Regions from separate parts of the Mus musculus genome. Here regions 2 and 3 are each linked to region 1. A link is a contact called in public promoter capture Hi-C data. All regions are on one chromosome and are shown on one strand. The core of a region is the stretch at or near the end of the contact, and the rest is flanking DNA. Distances in the headings are between cores, read along the strand shown.

Region 1 (3,942 bases), core at 982-3,481:
CAGCTGTGACATAACTCTGCACTGCCAATCATTAATTCTCAGTGAGATAAAACAGTGCTTTAGAGAAGAACATGTCTAAGCACACACACACATAAGGACTAATTCATGCCAAAAGACAGAGCAGATCGACAAAAAACAAAACAAAACCCAACGTTCAAACTTAAAGCCAGTGTGTCACTTGGTTCCTGCTGCCTGGTAGACAAGTGCACAACTAAAGGTTTACTTTAGGTTGCCAGCTCAGCCAAGCACACTCCCTGATGCATTCTCGCTTCACACCAATGGCTAAAAAAAAAAAGAGGCCCAGTGACTTCAAGTGTGCGACAACTCTCTGGATTTTATGGCCCCGTCGCCCGCAGCTGCGAGGTTAGCAGGTCTGCACCTGTTACAGACAAACGCGCCCAGTCCCTCCGACCCAAGCCCGGGGTTTGCTGGCCGACTGTTCTGGGAGTAGATACGGGCTCCCGAATCCGAGCTGCGGGGTGAGGAGGTCGGGGAGGCCGCCCGCGTCCCCGCCGCACTTACTCAGGCTCGCGGGCGGGCTGCGCAGTCGGCCGCGGGCTCGGAACCCGGCTCCGCGCTGCAGCGAGGCCCCGCGCCGCCCCCGCCGCTCCTCATCGTCTTCCTCCCGCCGAGGGGCCGCCGTCGCCACTGTCTAGCCCGGAGCTCCTGCGGCGCGGCGGGCCCAGCTGGCGCAGCCTCCACTTCCGGCTCGCGCGCGGTGTCCCTGGCAAATAACCCCGCCGGCCCCCACATAACCTGTTCTCCAGCTTCCTCCCGGGAGCGCGAAGCCAACCTGTGCACCCCTATGCGCATGCGCAGGACACTGGGCTCCGCCTTCATGCTACGGTAGCCCGTAGGGGCAAGATACATCTCGGCGTTTCCAGTCAACTGCTGCCTGAACACATTTCGGAGAACAAGGAGTTTCTCTTCTCTCCTCTTCTCCCCTCCTCTCCCAAATGTGCCTGCTCTTGGCTATGCTCTTTCACTTATCTGCACTAAACTTTCTCTTCCACCATGCCTAACTTTCAGGTAGTTATGCCCTTCCTTTTTACTTTTTTTTCCCCCCACTCTGAGGATAAAACAAATTTGGTTCTCCATTAACCATGCAGCTAAAAAGCACATTAGAGCAAGAGCTTTGAATTAACTAATAGCTTTTCTCGGCTCATAATTTGTGGTTCTTTCGTATCAGTAAAGCAGAGCCCGACCTGTGCCTGACGTCGGAGCGCAGGAGCAGTTGAATAAGACACGGATGTGTAAGAGTTGTACAAGCTGTACGAGCACCGCTGATGCTCCTGTACAGTAACGTGTGGCTTTGCAACACCACAGGGAAACTATCGTGAGACTAAGGGAAACTACAGAGAAAATAACTGGCCACACGGAGCCGTAGGATCTGGCCCCACTTTAAACTAGCCCTGGACTGTCGGCCTTGTGAAATGCAGCGTAAACACATTAGACAACCCCTGAAAGCAATTGACACTCTAGTGTCTCACCAGGACTGCAAAGTTTCACCTTCAAAGAAAGTGTTCCCCACACTTTGCCTATAATTTCTGAACTCTTATTGGTGGAGTAGGGCAGGTCATAGCCACCAATGCCAGTGGAAAGTAAGAGTTTCTGAGACGTGGAGCGTACGTTTATACTTCTATTTTGAGTATCTAGTATAGTTATTGAGTGACAGTAAGGTGTTCAATAACACTATCAGCTAGCTTTATTCCAAATCACCGAGCACCATTGAAAAGCCTTTAGTCCATGTAAGTATGTTTCTGCGCCATGAATTATTTATTACTATGTAATACATAATTATTTTTATTATTATGTATTATTTCTGCACAGTGAAAAGGCTACCAAGAACACAGAACCTGAATTAATTTTGCAAAAGTCTTTTTCTGGAGCCCTAGACTTTTTAGGTGGGAGGATTCTCTTCTGTCCTGGAAGTCTTCAGAAGCCAGTCCTGTCAGGGCAGCAACCCAGGCTCCAAGTTCCTCAAATTCGGCTCAACGATGACATCCAGCGGCGAGGGACCGAACATCCTTTGCTACAGGCAGAGACAGTGGAGGCGCGCTGCGCAGGCGCTCTGAGCCGCCGCGCCGGCCCGCCCCTGCCTCGCCTGTGCCTTTAAAAGCCGGCAGGCTCGCCTGTTCCCACTGCGCCTGCGCGGCAAGCAGCTGGCGGAAACGCCCGGCCGGCTTCTTGTGGCGGCAGCTTCCGGTCGGAGTGGGGCGGGGCAACCTCTGCTAAGCAAGTGGTGTGGCGGGTTGGAGGAGGCAGGGAGGTTCTTGGTCCTAGGGAGGCTGCGTCCTTCCCGTGCTTTGTCCCAGCGTCACCACCCGCCTTCCACGGTGCAGCCGGCTCGCTGGGGACTGATTTCAGGTGGCAGCCACCGGGTGAAGAAATCGTGTCCTGATGCTTAGTTGTATCCGCACGCTGCCCTGCCCCCTGCCACCTAGCTACCTGGGACCTGCGCGCTCCCCCAGCTCCTTCATTCGGCAGGGTTGGGGTTCACGGGCTGCTTAGGTAAGCAAAGCACTAATGCAACAGGTATGGAGGCACCTTCCAAAGCCTGTGGTCATCGACTTTACCACGAGTTAAAATGTTTGAGTGCATTTGAACTTCAGCACCTGAAGCCTGCCAACGAACTTAATTGTTTTATTGGGGATGGAAAGCATAATATCAAACCTCCGAGTGATAAAACAGCAGAAATTCAAATAGTTAACTCCTGTAGTTGGTGTTGAACAAAATGTGTGTGTTTGATAGCAATTTGAATTCTTGGTTTTCTGTGTTGATAGTTGTTTTAAGATGCTCGTGTATTCACACCATTGCCTACAATACACTATTATTATAAACGCAACTTGAATCGTTTGCTCCAGCTCGTTGAGAAAAAGTTCGAGACTATATGTATTCTCCAGATATACCTATAGAAGTGCACTTGTATTGGGACATTCAGAAAGTATTTAATACACGTCATCTTACATGCGTTGTACAGAAATTATAACTGTAGTATTATGCACCACCATGTACCCACTTGAAGGACCCAGGTGGCTGGTGCAGTCAGTTATGCAAACCAGCTTCAACAAGGGAAGCAGTTAACCAAAATTGTAGTTACAGATGTCAGAAGATACAGTCCCAGGTGGCTTATCTTGATCTGACCTGCTGATTTAGTTGTGTTTCCTCTGTGAAAAATACGACTTAGAAGTGATGTTTGTTTTGTCCTCTATAAGCTACTAATGCTGTGAATAGTTTCCAGAGCAGGCTGAACTATGTTTGATGTCTATTTAACCAGCCCAGCCCTGATCCCCTCCTCCTTTTTCCATAAAGCATTTAATAATTAGTTCCACAAACAAATTTGAGCTATATGATATTCATCACTGGGAGCACAAATTGCCACTTGATGTGAGACTTTTCTTTGTGGAGTAGGGAAGTAGAGTATGAGGAATTTCATAATCTCCACTGCCTGGCCAGATACTGTTGTCTGAAGTCACATAATAAAGCATTAGTTGTTTTTCCTGGAACATGCATTTTACTTGAAATTATTTTTAGAATACTTGTTTGACTATTATATAGTTTAAGTTGCATTAAAGTAACTGACATGCATTCCTGTAGAACATGTAGGGATATTTAAAACTTTGCAAAACTTCACACTTGTGTTAATATATGTTAGGGAACATTCTAAATCCTGTTCATTCATTTCCTTGATTTCCAAAACCTTTGGCGAAAAGGCAGTGATTACTAGGGTTGGGATTTTGATATTTGGTAAAGCACTGTGTTAGCATAGTTTGATCTCTTTGTGCCTTTTGTTCTTTACAGTGTATATGCTGTCGTCATAAAGCAGAAGCAACCCTATCATACTGCCTGGCTCATGTGTAGTCACTGAATATTTGGGAAATAGCAGGCAGAAAAATATGAACAAAAATTATAAATTAGGGCAGTGGTGGCACGTGCCTTTAA
Region 2 (3,942 bases), core at 521-3,020, 3.8 Mb before region 1:
AGTAGACATGAGGATAAAGGCTGAAACCGAGGCAACAGTGGTTAGTAAAACGGACGGCCCTTGATTCTGCCTTATCTCCTATGAATAAGCAAATACTTTTTCATGCCCGAGAATCACGTCTCAGTAAATTTTAACAATTTGGATATTCCTTAGCAAAAAAACAAAACAAAACAAAACACCCCGAAGATAAAGCAACCATTAACTGAAGCCTTAATTATCCAGGACCGCCTCTTCTGTACAGAGCCAAGGGTAAAATACTAGACTCCAGAAGTCACCATGCCATGGGTACTTTTAGAGCCATTTCTGGTACATCTGAACAAGAACGAGACTTGTCTAGGCTCCTTCATGGATGACATGCTGTATTTTGAATGGGTGTCAGACCACGTACCAAGGAAAAACTAAATCATTCTCCCCGTCTCACACACAACTCTTTTCACAGGTAGGAACGATTCCATTCCATTTCACAAAGAATACAGAAGTTTAGAGAAATCTGTTGTTCGTACAGAGGGTGCAAGTTACAAGCTGGGACCGGAATTGCACACCGAGTAATTGCACACTGTTCTTTTAGCCATTTTTCTAAACTTCAGCCACCTGAAAACCACCTGTGGTTTTTCAAAGGATACCCATTTAATTATTCATATTTTTATTAGAATAGACTTTAAAAAAAATAACAAAACAAAATTGGTATCCCAAAGGAAAGCGTATATGACACAAATGAGAAAGAATACCATAAAAGGATATAAAAATAAGTATCGTGGAAAACCCACGAATTCCTGTGGCACTGACATCTGCTGCTTAGGTCAGCCCTGCGTTGCTCGCATCCCCACAGGCAGGGAACCTTCTGGCTGGGTGGTGGTGCAAGCAATGAGAGATTCCACTTCTCAGGGCTCAGTTACTGGTCCCTCACTAGGGAAAACACTCCAGACTCAACGTGTGTAAGGGATGCAGTCCGGTTTTGCTCATCATACAGTTTATTAAAAGCTACGCCGAGGAAGGCATGGTAACGGGCTGACGAGGTGACTTGCCCGCTCCTAACGTGGGCGTGCACTGACAGCTGGGAGGGGACTGCAACTGCGAGCGCCCGCGGGGTCCTCCATCCTTCACCAGTGGGTGTCCCGCAGCAGCCCTCACCTGAGGTCCGCAGCCACCACCTCGAAGTAATCGTGCGCCGGCAGGGGGCGCAGTTGCTCTTCCAGCTGCTCTTTGGTGAGGCCCGGGGGCAGACGCCGGAGGACCACCTGGGATGACCATTGCGTTCACTCAGGTGCTGCCGCCCGCCACGCCCACTCAGCCTGAGGTTCCCCGGAGCTCGGGGGACCGCGGCTCCCCAGCTCCACCCCGACTCGCTAATCCTAGTCCAGACTGCTCGCAACAGCCCGCATCACTTCGGAGACTAGGCTCCGCCCCTGAGATGAACAACCCGCCCCGCCCTCCCCAAGCCCCGCCCACCGGGGGGCTTAGAAGCCGTCCTCTCGCGAGACTTGCGGGCCCCGCCCCCACCTTGCTCAGGGCTGTCCTCTTCTCCTCGCGAGGCTTGCCGGCCCCGCTCTCACTTAGGGTCGGGGCCGGAGGCGCCGCCGACTCCTTCCGCGGTGACTCGCGGCGGCAGTGGGTCTCTGAGCTCGATAGTTTCTCCCTCCAGCTCGGGCCCCGCGCAGCCAGGGCTGCGCCTAAGCCTCCGGCCCCCTCTTCCGAGCGCATCCCCACCGGCCGGCCGGCCGCCGCCACCTCCGCGAGAACGAAGCCTCGCGAGGACTAGGCAGCCCCTCCCTTGGAATTCGGTGTTCAGTGTCCCCTCCCCGGCCCTGACAGGGAAGGGGCGGTGCCAATGCTGGCCCGCGCCTGTAGGGGGCAGCGCGGCAGTTTTTAAAAGACAGCGGACGTCCTAGAACGGCGGCGACGGTGAAGGAGATCGGTGCTGCCAGCCACGCGGAGAGCAGATGCTCACTCCGGACGTCCCGTGCGCTGCTGACCTGCGGTGGGGACTGGGAGCCCCCGGTCCACCCGGAGTCACTGGGACAGTACCGAAAGTAAACCCGTCGCTCTCCTCGCCCCACTCTGCCCTCCGCCTCCCTCCTACACGTTTTCTCTGTTGAGACAGGGCTTTGTGTAGCCTTGATTGTCCTGGAACTCACTCTGTAGACCTGGCTCTCCTGGAGCTCAGAGATCCTCTGCCTCCTGGGATTAAAGGCGTCTGGCTTTTTATTTTTATTTTATTTGTAGCAGATATACGAACAATACAGTTTTCCCATGTGCTCAATGATGTATAGCACCATTCTCCCTACGTTAATGGTAAAGGAGAATGAGAGATTTTCAGAAATCGATCGTGGCACTCCTGAAATGTGACGTTTTAAATAAGCCAAAGACTCAAAACCGTTTAGGTCTGCGTCAAACAGGCCTCAAACATCGAGAGTTCTATAAAAGCCTGGGCAAGAGCGGTTTTCCAGTATTTCGTGTTGCAAAGAAAGCTAGGACTGAGCCCATCACTTGAACCAGCTCAGTTTGGAATAACCAGTTACACTGACCAGAAGTTCTGATAGCCTCTTAACCTTTATTAGGAAGAAAACACACGTGTGAGAGGCTGATAAAAATGTGGACGACGAGTTGTCAGGAAAAACCAACCCATACCCAGTTGTTAAGATAGTACAAGGTCGATGGATAGTAACTTCACAATGGAAGAAAGTTGGAACATTACAAGCTTGGAGCCAAAATTATCTCGGGCTGGCTTTTGCCCCCTTAAAGATAAAGCCATTGACTGTCCTCCTGTGTGCCTGACCCAACACCCTTTCACCTGTCTGGCAAACTGCTGGTTAGTTTATGTCAGCTTGACTCAAAATAGTCACTTGGTTGTGAAGAGGAAAGAGTTGAGGCATTATTTTCATCAGATTGGCCTGTGGAACAGTTTCTTGACTAATGGACGTGAAAGGGTCCCACAGCAGTTGGACCTTGCTTGTAATAAAGCCAATAAGCATTCTCTGTGGCCCTGCTAGTTCTTGCCTCCAAACTCCTACTTGAATTTCTTCTCTGATTTCCCTCACTGAGGGATGTGACCAGAGAGCTAGAAGAGGAACTAAATCTCTTCCTCCCACAAGTTGCTTTTGGTCAGTGTTCAGAGTGTAATGAGTTGTGGAAACATGAAAGATACCATTGAAAGAAGAGAGACATTATGAAGTATCAGAGGGATACCAGGGATGTTCTTGTGATATTTGGATTAAGAATCTACCTTTATTGGGACAAATAATGATGGTTAGCTGGGGATGAAGAATCAGTTGTGATTAATAAGACCAGCATCATCAAAGTGCAATTTTCTGGATATACTTCCTAAAGGTCAGCACACAGACACTGCAGTCCAGATGCAGTCAAGGCTATCTCAAGCAGGAAACCTGACTTGGTAATGTGTACCCCACATAGTGGAACTGATTGTGTAGGCATGAACGCTGCAAGATTTAAGAGGTCACAGAAATGAGCTGAGATTGAAACTGGAAAGAGCCAGGAGAGGCAGTAGAAACTCCAGCATGCTGGAGATGCTAGGACTGCAGGACCATGTCAGGTGAGGAGTGGAGCCTACTTAAGCCTACCAGACAAGCTGTGAGTTGTGGATGGCAGAGCCAGCCTGAGACATGGAGCTGCCCAAGTCCCCTGGAGCCCGGAAGATCATGAGTAAGTCCCAGACATTAGATTATAAATTATTTACATTACTGGATTTTGCTTTTGTTTTGATCCACTTTTAACTGTGCTTTGGTTCTTTCTTCCCTCTTGGAATAACTACTTGATTCTGAGACTATAGTTACAAGACTGGATATTGTTAGTGTCACTGAACTTTAACAAGTTTTTAAAGATGGAAACTTTGAAGGTTATACTTTATATTGTTGTATTAACATCTTGATGATAAACAAGGAAAGGTTACTGTTTAATGGTGATGTATGTGTCAAGTTAAGAGGT
Region 3 (3,942 bases), core at 850-3,349, 3.3 Mb before region 1:
TTAAAGGTGTGTAATGCTGTCCCTAGCTTTATTTTCTTTCTTTCTTACTTTTTTCTTTCTTTCTTTCTTTCTTTTTTTTTTTTTTTTTTTTTTTTTTTTTTGAGGAAGAAACCTTCTGAGAGTCAAACTCCAGGCTACTTTTCATTTGGCACAGCAACATCAATACTTCCGGCATAAGAATCACATAAATTCCTAGGCGTGGTGATTCAGCCTTATAGTCTCAGTCATGAGTTTATTAAGAAGAAAAAAAACCCTCAAATCCATTTTTGAAACACAATGTTTACTACTACATAACTAGGCTACTTTCAAGCATCTGCTTCTCCTGCCTCAGCCTCCAAAGTAGAGCTCTGCTCTCTACAAGATGATATAAAAAAGGAGAAATGGATGAGACAGCAAAGAAAAGTCTCAATGGGAAAAATTACTGAATTAAAGCCTATCTATCTATCCATTCATCTTTCTATCTATGTATCTATCTATGTATCCATTCATTTATCTATCTATCTATCTATCTATCTATCTATCTACCTACCTATCTATTTTTGAGGCAGTCTTACTATGCAGCCCTAGCTGTCCTGGAATTAGCTATGTAGACTAAGCTGGCCTCAAACTCGCAGAGATCTGAGTCTCTGCCTCCCATGTGCTGGGATTAAATGTGTCTTCTTCCATCAGCAAAGCCTATTTTAACTCTAAAGTACATTTTAAAAGAGCACCTGTACCCACATGAACATAACAGGTAGCTGCCAAAGATGAAGCACTTCAGTAGCCGGCCAATCCTTGAAACTACTTTGGAAAAAGAAATAGAGAATATAATACAGAAGAGGAATAAGATGCCATGCACCAAAGGAAGATAAGTCAAACAGAGGCAGAGCAAACAGCCTATATGACTTAGAACCAATGAACCATGGCTTCTTGGTGGTGCCCAAAGGGCTGTTCAAATAGCTACTTTATTTGTTCAGGAGGTGCCAACTTAAATCCACAAAGAGAGGAGACACAGAGCCTACTCACTAGCCAGCTGCTTGTTCTTTTTTTAGTTAGGGAAGCCAAGGAGGAGAAAAAGATCTATGAAGAAAGAGGCCCTTTCATCAGTAGCAAACACTTCTCTGGTAAGTAAGCAAATCTACATTGCACCCCAGGAAGATGAGATGGATGCTGACAATAAATAAACGAGAGGTTAAACCCACTGGGCCAGAGTGACCTTCCCTGTCACTTTCAACTTACTTGATTGGTTTTACCACCTAAATTAAGAAATTAATGTGTAAACCATCTTGGTTTGATTGTTGACTCTGCCAACCTCCCTGGCTGTATAAGCTTAAGTCAAGTGTTGCAGGGCACCCACATCCCTTATTGAAAGAGACAATCTTGGGGCGTCTTTCCAGGTTTATCTTTAAGAAGAGGCTGTCTGCGGGCAGCCTCACGGGGCGGGACAGAGAGACTACAAAAAATTACAGGGAAGAACAAAAAAACGGGAGGCTCGGGGAGCTGAACCTCCGAGTTTAGGTGAAGTCTTGGAAACGGTTGTCTTCCCCCATACCCCGAAAGAACTTCTAGGAAAAGACCCTCCACCCCCTGGAAAGTAGACAAAGGCAGTCTCCTAGGAAGGATCCCCTTTGGAAGAGACAAACCAAGAAGGAGCCCCGGGTAGGAGTCGCCAGGATTGAGCAACCCGGATGAGGACCCCGGTGGAGCGCATCTCAGGACAGAAGTCCCGCAGCTGCAGAGCTTACCCCGATGGAGGAGGCCGCTCTCTGGACATGCGACCTCAGCATCACTGTCCCCGATCGAGAGTTCCCCGACGCAGCGAACCTCAGGGCCGCCAAAGAATTGCCCTCATCTCTTTCCTGGCCTCGGGACCAGGACACCGAGGACGGCACCGCCCTCTTCTTACTTCAGGCGCTTCTGACGCGCAGCTGGAAAGTAGGTGCGGCTCCTTTAAGCAGGCTGCCGATGGACAGCTCCGTCGTCCTTCGCGCGGCGCGATGCACGCCGGGAACTGGAGTCCCGGGAGCCGGCCGGCCAGCCAGCTTCCAGAGAGTGCGTAAGCCTAAGAGCCTCAGAACAGCAACAGCCTCCGAGAGAGGTTACGATGTGACCCAAACGCTGTGCCTCGGAGCTGAGGGGCGCCTGTCCACGCTGCACGCGGAGAGCCGAAGACGGAGCGAGCCCCCCCAGTCACCTGAAGGGAGCGTTCGAACACTGCGCCTGCGCAGAGCGCCTGCTGCTAGCCGCCGCGGCAATCGCCTGCGCAGAGGAAGAGCGGCGTGCGCTTGCGCAGAAAATTGAAGTCGCTTCGGCAGCCTTGGGGAGCATGGTAGGTGGCTAGCTTTGCGCTCTGCAGGTGCGGGCCAGAGCCGGGCGCGGAGGTCACCTCTCTGTGGCGGCATTAGGATAACCGAACCGAGAGGCCGGGCGTGCCCGTCGTGGTGTTGAGGGAGGGCGCGGTTGACTTGGAGTAGCATGGTGTGAAGAGGGGTGTGAGGAGCCCAGTTGGATCTCCGGGGAGGGCAGCGGCGCCGGGTCAGCTGGGTGCTGACCGGACCGGAGGGCGGGACGGGGCTGTGCGACGGGTGACAACCTGCCTGCTGGGCGGAGCCGTCCCGCTTCTGAGTGGACAGTGACGCCGATTGGGGCGGAGCTGGCAGAGCTTTGAAGCCGTCAGCCCGGGGAGGTTTGTGGAAGAGGTGGAAGGACGCGATCCCCGGAAGGTGGTGCGCAAGGCTCCGCGGGGTTAGCATGGTTTGCGATCCGCTCAGCTCTCGCCGCGGCGAGGATATCCCCTACTCGCCCGCTCTCTTCCTGAGATCAGGCTGGGAATCCTGGAGGCGGGGAGGGACCGACTGGACGCCCTGGAGGTAGAGGAGGGTTTGCCTAGTAGAGCCGTGCAAAGGCCTGGACCGCGGGAGGACGCCTGACAGTCCCATTCCTTGGGTCTCGGGGTAGCCTTGCTCCGAGAGGATGCAAGCGAATGGGAGCCGAGGAAGACAAGTTTTGTCTCTGTCCTGGGAGAGATGTCGGCTTGGCTTGGTTTGCGTAGAGGAAACAGGGGAACTGAGGACCGAACCCTGGGGAGGGAAGAGGGGATGGAACCAATACCGAGAAGGACGAGGCTGGAAAACTAAAAGGTTTGAACCTAGAAATCAAGAAATAATGGAGAAGAGCTGCAGAAAGACTCCTCTGACCAGCTGCTAGCAGACTTCAGCGGCCAAGCCACTCACCTGCGCTCTTGGACAGGAACGTCACTGGGGAAGGAAATGTTGGGAGGCTCAAGATTTGGGAACACTTGGACTTGATGCCCTCATTTCCAGGCTTGCACATGGCAAAGCACAGTCAATCTGTAGTGGGCCGCAAATCTGTTTGAGCAAATGTTTGTCCTATGAGCCCTTTGAAATTGACCATAAGAGGAGGTATTTTGCTAAGTGTCTGTGGAAGGACATTTTACAGATGCTTTCTAAAATCTTATATGGGAGCACTCTTGTGCCTAGGTTGTGTGTTATTCTTCACAAGATAACATAAAGTGTATGAAACTTTTCGTACCAGCTTCTGTTGTTTGGAAGGTCCACTTGTCCTGTATCTCTTTACTGATTGTCACCTGCTGAAACAATTCTAAACAGCTGCTGTTGTATGTGAGGAACTGTGTTGAGCTCTGTGGGAGACTATGAAAACATAAATCAGTGGCTACGGGCACTTCTAGCAGCAGTCTACTGTAAATTTAGTTTTGAAACATCTGAAATTGATGCAGATAAGTCATTGGAACTGTTAGGCAGAGAATGTCCCCCTAAAAGGTTGTCCCTGAAGGAGTTCTGCTAGTCTCTTCTTGATGGTCTTTTTTCTAAGTGTAATATTTTATTGCAATTTAATTGACCAAAAGCGTAAAGTAAAATCTGCCACTCCAGCCTGAATTGTTGGCTCAGCACCAATTGCTTGTTTTCCAGAGGATCTGAGTTC

What was found. Promoter capture Hi-C pulls out the DNA fragments that hold promoters and counts their contacts.
Region 2: a promoter capture Hi-C map of pre-B cells shows a contact between it and region 1. The contact joins the promoter of Upf3a here to the promoter of Lig4 in region 1. A contact is called at or near these places in 1 of 39 promoter capture datasets (pre-B cells) and 1 of 484 Hi-C or Micro-C datasets (CD4 T cells).
Region 3: a contact with region 1 is called in a promoter capture Hi-C map of pre-B cells, with 2.8 times the contacts expected there. The contact joins the promoter of Tmco3 here to the promoter of Lig4 in region 1. A contact is called at or near these places in 2 of 39 promoter capture datasets (liver and pre-B cells) and 1 of 484 Hi-C or Micro-C datasets (CD4 T cells).

The regions. Positions count from the first base shown.
Region 1 is chr8:9,974,600-9,978,541 of GRCm38.p6, reverse strand. It overlaps Lig4 (ligase IV, DNA, ATP-dependent), which reads left to right and starts at 2,231. Exons shown (of 2, transcript NM_176953.4): 1 at 2,231-2,511. Abhd13 (abhydrolase domain containing 13) reads right to left here and starts at 825. Exons shown (of 2, transcript NM_001081119.1): 1 at 523-825.
Region 2 is chr8:13,783,443-13,787,384 of GRCm38.p6, reverse strand. It overlaps Upf3a (UPF3 regulator of nonsense transcripts homolog A (yeast)), which reads right to left and starts at 1,770. Exons shown (of 9, transcript NM_025924.2): 1 at 1,501-1,770; 2 at 1,132-1,238; 3 at 1-20. The coding sequence starts at 1,701. It overlaps Gm46032 (a long non-coding RNA gene), which reads left to right and starts at 2,329. Exons shown (of 2, transcript XR_001778519.2): 1 at 2,329-3,660.
Region 3 is chr8:13,286,170-13,290,111 of GRCm38.p6, reverse strand. Tmco3 (transmembrane and coiled-coil domains 3) reads right to left here and starts at 2,099. Exons shown (of 13, transcript NM_172282.2): 1 at 1,725-2,099. It overlaps Dcun1d2 (DCN1, defective in cullin neddylation 1, domain containing 2 (S. cerevisiae)), which reads left to right and starts at 1,986. Exons shown (of 7, transcript NM_001024504.2): 1 at 1,986-2,308. The coding sequence starts at 2,306.